Regions from separate parts of the Zea mays genome. Here region 2 is linked to region 1. The links are chromatin contacts, called in public Hi-C maps. All regions are on one chromosome and are shown on one strand. The core of a region is the stretch at or near the end of the contact, and the rest is flanking DNA. Distances in the headings are between cores, read along the strand shown.

What was found. Hi-C and Micro-C count contacts between places; a contact is called where the count stands out from the background.
Region 2: a contact with region 1 is called in a Hi-C map of bundle sheath, with 3 times the contacts expected there. The contact joins the promoter of LOC103635268 here to the promoter of LOC100272688 in region 1. A contact is called at or near these places in 2 of 25 Hi-C or Micro-C datasets (bundle sheath and leaf).

The regions. Positions count from the first base shown.
Region 1 is chr8:63,105,011-63,108,867 of Zm-B73-REFERENCE-NAM-5.0, reverse strand. It overlaps LOC100272688, which reads left to right and starts at 2,379. Exons shown (of 2, transcript NM_001147144.1): 1 at 2,379-3,804. The coding sequence starts at 2,671. The coding sequence ends at 3,783.
Region 2 is chr8:63,563,062-63,567,143 of Zm-B73-REFERENCE-NAM-5.0, reverse strand. It overlaps LOC103635268 (glucosamine inositolphosphorylceramide transferase 1), which reads right to left and starts at 2,136. Exons shown (of 4, transcript XM_020542424.2): 1 at 1,545-2,136; 2 at 1,297-1,419; 3 at 322-489; 4 at 1-192. The coding sequence starts at 1,814.

The DNA of each region.
Region 1 (3,857 bases), core at 1,130-3,629:
CCTTCGGCCTCCGCAGGCCGAAGCTTTGCTAAATAGGGCGCATAATTATACCTTTGATATCTTCCCGTACTGTCAGGTCATTCTTCACATAAAACCATTCTGTCATCCAGTCGCCGGGCCATCTCTTCCGAAAGGTTGGCACGGGACAGCTTGACCCAGACCGAGAAACGAAATTGTAGCAGCCAAAATTATTGTGATACTGTTCCTTACCCCAAGGTTTTGTCTCGTATGATAATTCGTGTATATTGCAGAAACTTTTCGCATCAGGCTCCAGACCTTGGCTTCTCACGGCCCACACGAAGATATTCAGCCTTATGATTGCTTCAGGGGTAAGTTGGTGAAGATATACTTCGAATATTTTCAGCACCTCTACGACAAAGTTGCTCAGGGGAAATCTAAGTCCAGCTTTCAAAAAGCTTCAGTACACTACGACTTCATTTTCTTCAGGGTTCGGACAAGTCTTTTCTCCTTCATCGGCTCTAACAACGGACAAGTCCCGGAAATACCTTCCTCTCATGTTGACAAGATGATTTTCTTTGATACTTGATTTGCCGAAAACCGCATGGCTTGGTCGCCAAGGGCGATCTTCGGAGTCTTCACCACCACTATCCACATCATAACTGTCGCTGTCATCAGTATCTTCAGACAAACCTTCTAAAATCTCTTTGGTGATTTTTTCTGTATTGGTCTTCGACATTGCTATAAGAAACCCCAGATTCTTCTCTTCATCGAGACTCAGCTTCATCTCAGCAGCAGCCTTCTTATCTTCAGACATCTTCGGAAACACTAAAAAACTGTTTTCAATGCCGAAGCTTCAAAACTTAAAAAGCTAAGCAAATCTTGGTGCGCAAGAGCTAAAAATTGAATGAGCGGGAGCAGATGGCAAGAGAGCGTGCCAAATGAGCTTGCGGTATGATCTTATTTATACGCCCAGTGCGTTGAAAATTGAAAGACCCCGCCTGTCAGTGAATGTTGCTATTCTAGCAAAGGGAAGATGTTTTTTCGGACCTTCGGCTTAAAGCCTTCGTTCATGTCGCAATCTAAATTTATTATTTTAAACAAATTAATATTGCGAGAGGCTACTGTTGGGGACCTTCGGCGTACGAAGGTCCTCAAAAACAGAATTTAACAGTATTTCTGGAGTATAATGTGTGAACAGGTATCTTCGGACTCGAGTCGGTATCACAGTAGGAGAAGCCCAAAATAATACGAAGGTTAATACAGCGCCGAAGATGTGAGCGGGAAAGCTTCGACGTGGTAGCAGAAAATGAAACCGACTTAAAGATGAAAAGGCTATTCAGACCTCGGTGGATTACTATAGAATTATTATCAAATGTAAAGAGCATGAATGTAATTTTGTATGGGCTGTGTCCCGTGCCTATAAATAGGTGAACAGTACCCCCTTACTGTTCACGCTGATTTGGCATTTGCTTTTGTGTCACACCTGTATTTTCATCCCCTTCCAAGCTGAAGGTACATTTGTAATTCAATGTCATTTCTGTTTCTTCATAATAATAATGCAAAAATAAGTTGATAATAATATATAATTGTCTATATTATTCTTCATACTCCTTATGATTCATTCTTCGTCATTGTATGCTGTGTTAATAAAGGTACGCCCTTCATAACCTTCGTCTGAAAATCATTATATCCTAAGGGAAATAATGTTTCGAAGGACGAAGGACTTTACCGATTAACATTTTCTGTGTTGCCTTGTTCTTAACTCATAGCATTTGAGAACAAGTCCCCAACAATCCACACATTGGTACTGAAGCTATATAGGCAAACACTCTCCACGTCCTATCAAAGCTCTAGAGATTAGAGGCAAGCGTGCCCTGCATCTTTTTCCATGCCATCCGCCTCTGACCCACGCGCCACCCTTACGTGGCAATCGGCGGAGCCAAGCCGGGGCACGTGCCTAGGCAGGCTGGAAAGTAGCTCCGCCACTGAATAGGCTCTTCCTAGAAAGAGAAAAGCTTCTCTAAAAATTAATAGGAGCCGAGAGTAAAAAGGAGCTTCAAACTGCCCATGTTTTTCTCTAGTCGGTGCTATATCGTAGGAAAAACCATATGATGAGCTATTCAACAAAACGTGATGTTCTTTCTAAAGCTTTTTCTTTAAATAAAGTGGAAGCTATTTTTTAAGGACAAGAGTACCAAAAGGAGCCTTAAATCGACTCAATCACAACTAACATAAATGGATTAATATCAAATCGAACCATCGGCGACCGTTTCGGAATGCTGCGTGTGGTTGTATTCCTCCGACCTTAACGCGTGGAAAAAGGGCAACAAATATGGAAGAGAAAACCCAACCAGCGAAAAGAAATCGGGTGTCGAGTCGTCGCACGGTGTTGCTCGCCATATCCCCTTCCCCCCTCCTCCCTGCGTCCCCCGGCTCCGGCGATCCGCCGCACCTGAACCCTTCTCCACGTCGCCTCGCCGGTAATCGACTACGTTCTCTTTCTTTAGGCAGTCGGTTCGTACCCCAAACTCGGATTCCTCTTTCTGATCCTCCTATACACGCCGCGTCGATTGTATCGTCTTAGGTTGGGTTGAGGTGAGCCGATCAGATCCGATCGGGGCCGGTCCTTGCGCCACTGCTGCGTGAGCTCATCTCGGTCGCCCGCCTGCTCGGCTCGATCGGCCGGGGACGGCGGCGGCCAGATCTGCAATGGAGGGCAACAAGGACGACGCGGCCAAGTGCCTGCGCATCGGCAAGGGCGCGCTCGACGCCGGCGACCGCGCGCGCGCCATCAAGTTCCTGTCCAAGGCAAAGCGCCTGGACCCCTCGCTGCCCATCGACGACCTCCTCACCTCCCTTCTCAACCCCGAAGGCGACTCCCAGGCTTCTTCGCCCCCGCCGTCTTCACCACCGCAAACTGCCGCAGCAGGGGCATCGGAGGCAGTTGAGGCTGATGGGCTGAGAGAGAGGAAGCACAAGGGCAAGAATAGGGAGGAGGAGGCGACTCCTGCTGCCAGGGAGTACACCGCAGAGCAACTCGAGGTCGTGCGCCAGGTCAAAAAGCACACCAGGGACTACTACCAGATCCTCGGCCTGGAAAAGGACTGCAGTGTCGAGGACGTGCGCAAGGCCTACCGGAAGCTCTCGCTCAAGGTGCACCCCGATAAGAACAAGGCCCCTGGCGCAGAGGACGCCTTCAAGGCCGTCTCCAAGGCCTTCCAGTGCCTGACAGATGCTGAGAGCCGCAAACGTTACGACCTTGTTGGCTCGGATGAGCCAGTAACACACCACAGGAGGGCCTCCACTGCCCGTGCATACAATGAGTTCTACGAGGATGACTTTGACCCAGATGAGGTATTCAGAAACTTCTTCTTTGGTGGTATGGCGCCTGCCACCACCAGGCAGTTTGGACAGTTTAGAACTTTCCATTTCAGGACTGGTGGGATGCATGCCCACGGCACACAAAGCACTGGTGGCTCACCTGTCAGGATGCTTATTCAGCTGTTGCCTGTCCTACTGCTGCTGTTGCTCAACTTTCTGCCATCCTCGGAGCCTGTCTACTCGCTCTCTCGTTCCTACCCTTATGAGCATAAGTTCCAAACCCCCCGTGGAGTTCCATACTATGTCAAGATGTCTAATTTTGAGGAGCAGTATCCACACCAAAGCACTGAGCGAGCAACAGTGGAGCGGCATGTTGAGAGGGATTATTATTCCATAATCACACAGAATTGTAGGGTCGAGCTGCAGCGTCGCCAATGGGGCTTGTCATACCAGACACCACATTGTGATATGCTTCAAAAGTTTGAGGCAACAGCACAGTAATAATTCATCCAATGGTGGAAGGTGAGATTCAACTTTCTCTGCACATGGTTTAGCAGTAATAATGTATTTATGTG
Region 2 (4,082 bases), core at 887-3,386, 460 kb before region 1:
CGCATTCTTCTCAACACCATACCGTGTAAAATCAGATGCAAATAGCCACCAGTATCCCTCAAATTGGACTAACGAGGCATCAATAAGTGGCTTATTGACAAGAACCTTCTCCAATGTCCATTCGAGGGGAAACTTAGTAGCACGATAAAGGCGCAGCTCCTTCTTCTTGTTTCCCTCTGGCATCATATAAATCTAAGAGAGAGAGAGAGAGAGAGAGAGAGAGAGAGAGAAGAGAGAGAGAGAGAGAGAGAGAGTTAGTATTTGGACATCATCATAGATGGTTATTGTTCTGTCAAGTAGATTTGAAGTTAAAGAATCTACCTCGTTCTCATACTTGAACACAAAAGGATATGACAGATGCCATGCCTCATCTAGTGCAATGCCAAGAAATTCCCACGTTGCACCTTGGTCGAAGCTTCTTGCAACTCCAATATCACCTTGCATTGAGGTTGTTGTTTTTGTTTCAAAGAAAATAAATAGTGTGTCCCCCTAGGAGATGCATAGTAGCGTATCAGAATGAGAGCTAGCAGGCGAAAATGCAAGCCTGGAAAATAGTATCTCAACTTAAGAATGCTACTCATTGGACAAAACCTAGCAAATAATTATCAAGAATGCATTTAGTCTGATAAATAGCATTTGTAGAAACTTTCTCCTCCTGCGTGGTTATACATATTCTACCAAGGAAAGATGTTATTGACAAGTAGATAGTGGAAGTGGTACCTGTTTACAGATCAACTTCTAGATTAATGGTTTCAAGCTTCCTATGTACCTAAGCAAAGCACATTTCGGTGTCTATCTCAACTAGATCTGAATCCTTTCATGAACTAAAACTCCCTGGGTACTATCTTATCATAGGATATTAGTTCATCCCAAACCATGCTTACATACTAGTAGTATACTGCACATCATAGAGTAGCAGCCACTACATGGTGGGCCTAACTTTGTATGCCTCAACTGAGACAAGGCAGTTACAAATTTTTTTTCACACGCTAGTAAGACACTGTCAATGGTATTCAGGCAATCAGCCAAACAGCATTATCTGTTATGTGCCTGACTAATCTGTGTCCTCTTAAGTATCCAAAAACCAAACACTAAACCCTCAAGCCCTGCGTGGGTGCTGAATTGTCGAATACAGCGACATCACCAATTCAGTAAGCGAGCCTGAATTTATTATTTTTCTCACTGATTTGCTCCCATAGCTTAGGCAATTTGCAAACCATCCCTACATCTACGCGAAGCAGAGTTCCACCCCGGGGAGGAGCGGCAGAACAAGCAGCAGCAGTGCCTCTGCCTCACCTCGACGTAGAGGAACGGGTCGGCGACAAAGTTGCTCGGGTACCCCGCCTCCGTCGCAGTCCCGCAGGTCAGGACGGGGTTCGCCACCGGCCACGCCGAGCTGTTGCCATTGCTCCTCCCTTCCTGGCCACCAAAATTACACCCCAGACAAGAGTAAGCACTCGAGGCGTCAACCTACTCACACACCACAACGACGCACGAAAGGAGCTGTTTTTAAGCTGAGCGGTGAGCGCCGCACGCCGCCTCACCAGCTCGATGGGACGGAGCGCGAGGGGGCTGCTGCCGTAGAACATGCCGACCGCCCACGACCCCTCGCCGTCGGGGCGGCACCCGACGGCGCCCGAGTCGGGGAGCCGGAACGACGAGACCACCAACCAGAAGTAGAACCCTCCGACGAGCGCCGCCGTGGCCGCCGTGGCCAGCAGGAACGAGGCGGCCGGCGGCCGCGCGGCCGCCGTGCGCACGCCGCTGCTCGGTGGTCTCATCGCGCCTCCTCGCCGCGCAGCCTGGCTAGCCATGCCCCGACGACGCCCGCCACCGGCCGTAGCATCGACCGCCCGATCGGATCCCGGGCTGCCTCTGCCCCTCTCTCTCTCTCTGTATGTTTGTCTGTCTCCCCAAGTCCGCCCGCAGCCCGCCGAGCTGGATCAGCTTGACTAGGCAATTATTTAAGCGAGAAAAAGCGAGGCGGCAGCGGCCGGCAGAGGATTAGCGGGCAATTAACGGGCGATTAATTAATCAATATATCGGGCAGCGAGCCAGAGCCTCCTCGCGGTCCTAGTGGCGACCTGCTTTGCCGGGGAGGTGAGGCGCGACGGCTGACGACCAAAGCGGACGGACGGCAGGGGGTCATTTGGATGCCGCGCTACTGCTTCGACCAAAGGAGTGAGGGGTTTTCGGTGGTGACGGCATGTTTGACAGGATGCAGCACGGTCTTCGATTTCCGAATTTGTCTTCGCTATTTCAAACATCTTTGATTTTTTTCCCAGAGTTTGATAATGACTTTTGTCCAAGAAAGTGATATAACGTGGGCATCCGTCCCTCCGGACTCCGGACTCCGGGCTCGCCCGCAAGCAAGCGCGGCCTCCTCCGCGCGTCCCGTCCGCGGGACTGCGGGAGCTCCGTCGTTGCGCTATTTCAATTATTTCAACGGCTGATGTGATATAAACTAAACTTTAATTAGATAACATATTCGCTTAGTTTTAATTTGTATCGACTTTTAATGTTTCTACATTATTTTTGTTTCTCTAGAGTCAAAACAGCCGCCTTTACGAGGACGGTGGACTACCTGGCAGTAGAGATAGTTTGTCCGGCGGCAAATTCGATGATAGGGCGCGGCCAGCGAGCGAGGAAAGAGTGACAACCGGTACACGGTGTCAACTGTCGACGGCGGGAACGAAAGTGGAAGTTTAGGTCACCGGCGGACTGGGATTAGGAAAGGATCGGCAAACAGCAGCGGGGATGGACGGCCGGTGGTGAGGTCGCCAGCGAGCGAGCATCGAGCAAGGTGAACGAGAAAGAACTGTGTCCAGACACTAGCATTTGTTCGGACGCTAGTACGGCCGTTTTGTGCTAATGATGTGACCGCTCTATTTCTACTACCACACAAATTTCAGACCAGATTTTACCCGGTTAAATACTTCGATCTTTGGTTGTCGTTGCCATGATTTTCTGTAGCTTCCGGGACATGCCCAAAATGCTTCGGCTGCTTTCCCGTCATCAAAACTTCCGCACTTTAGCAATCAATTTACCCTTTGTAACACTATAAAAATCATTAAATAAAAATAGTGCATTTAGTTAATAATGATATTTATGATAATTAATTTTCTTTTAAGTATTCGTTATTTATTTGCCTTTAGAATGATTTTTTATGCTCATGATTAATTTTGAATATTAAATATCATTTCTTCTTAAATTTAAATTTACATAAATAATATAATAAATATTAGTCTAAGAATTAATATTTTATTTATAAATAATTTTGGTTTGATTATTATGAATTTTATGATTATTTGAATAGGTATTTCGAAATTAGAAAAGAAAAAAAAGAGAAAAAAAACAAAACCCTAATCCTAATCAGCCCACTAGGGGCCCAACTAGAAGGAGTTGTCGCCCCTAACCCTAGCCTCCTCTCCCTGGCAGCCGCCGCCACCCCCTGGCCCCACCTTCTCTCTTCCTCCCTCTCTTCTCTGCTTGCCCGCGCGCGCCGCCCAGGACCCGGCCTCGGCACCCCGCGCCACCCGCGTGCACCCGAGCGCCCCTGCCCCACGCCCGTGGAGCAGCGCCCCACGCCCAGCCACAGGACCGAAGCCATCGGTGCCCCGCGCAGCCGACCGCCAGGACACCGACCGGCGCCCTGCCCCGACGCTGCCGACGTCGCGCCCATGGAACCTGCGCAGCCGTGCGCGACCCAGACCCCGATGAGCAGCCGCCTGCGCCGAGTCCCGCCCGCGTCCGAAGTCCAAGCGACCCCGCCGACCGTTCGTCTTTGAGTTATTGGAGATTCAACTCGTATGTTTCTCCCTCCATTCAAGCTCCTTGAACGCCATTAATGGCTTTGAAGCCGACCGGCACCGTTACCCCCTCCCCTCGGCGTCTCTCTCTCCCTCCCGCTCTCTATAAAAACCCAGCCACGCCATGGAGCTCTCCCTCCCCAGCCAAGCCTCCTCCCTTCCTCCCCCAAGTTCTCCCTCGCTCCTCACATTCGCGTCCTGCTCTTTGGACCACGCCGGACTGCCTCGCCGGAACCTCGCTAGTGTCAACGCCACCGCACCAGAGCCCGCGCA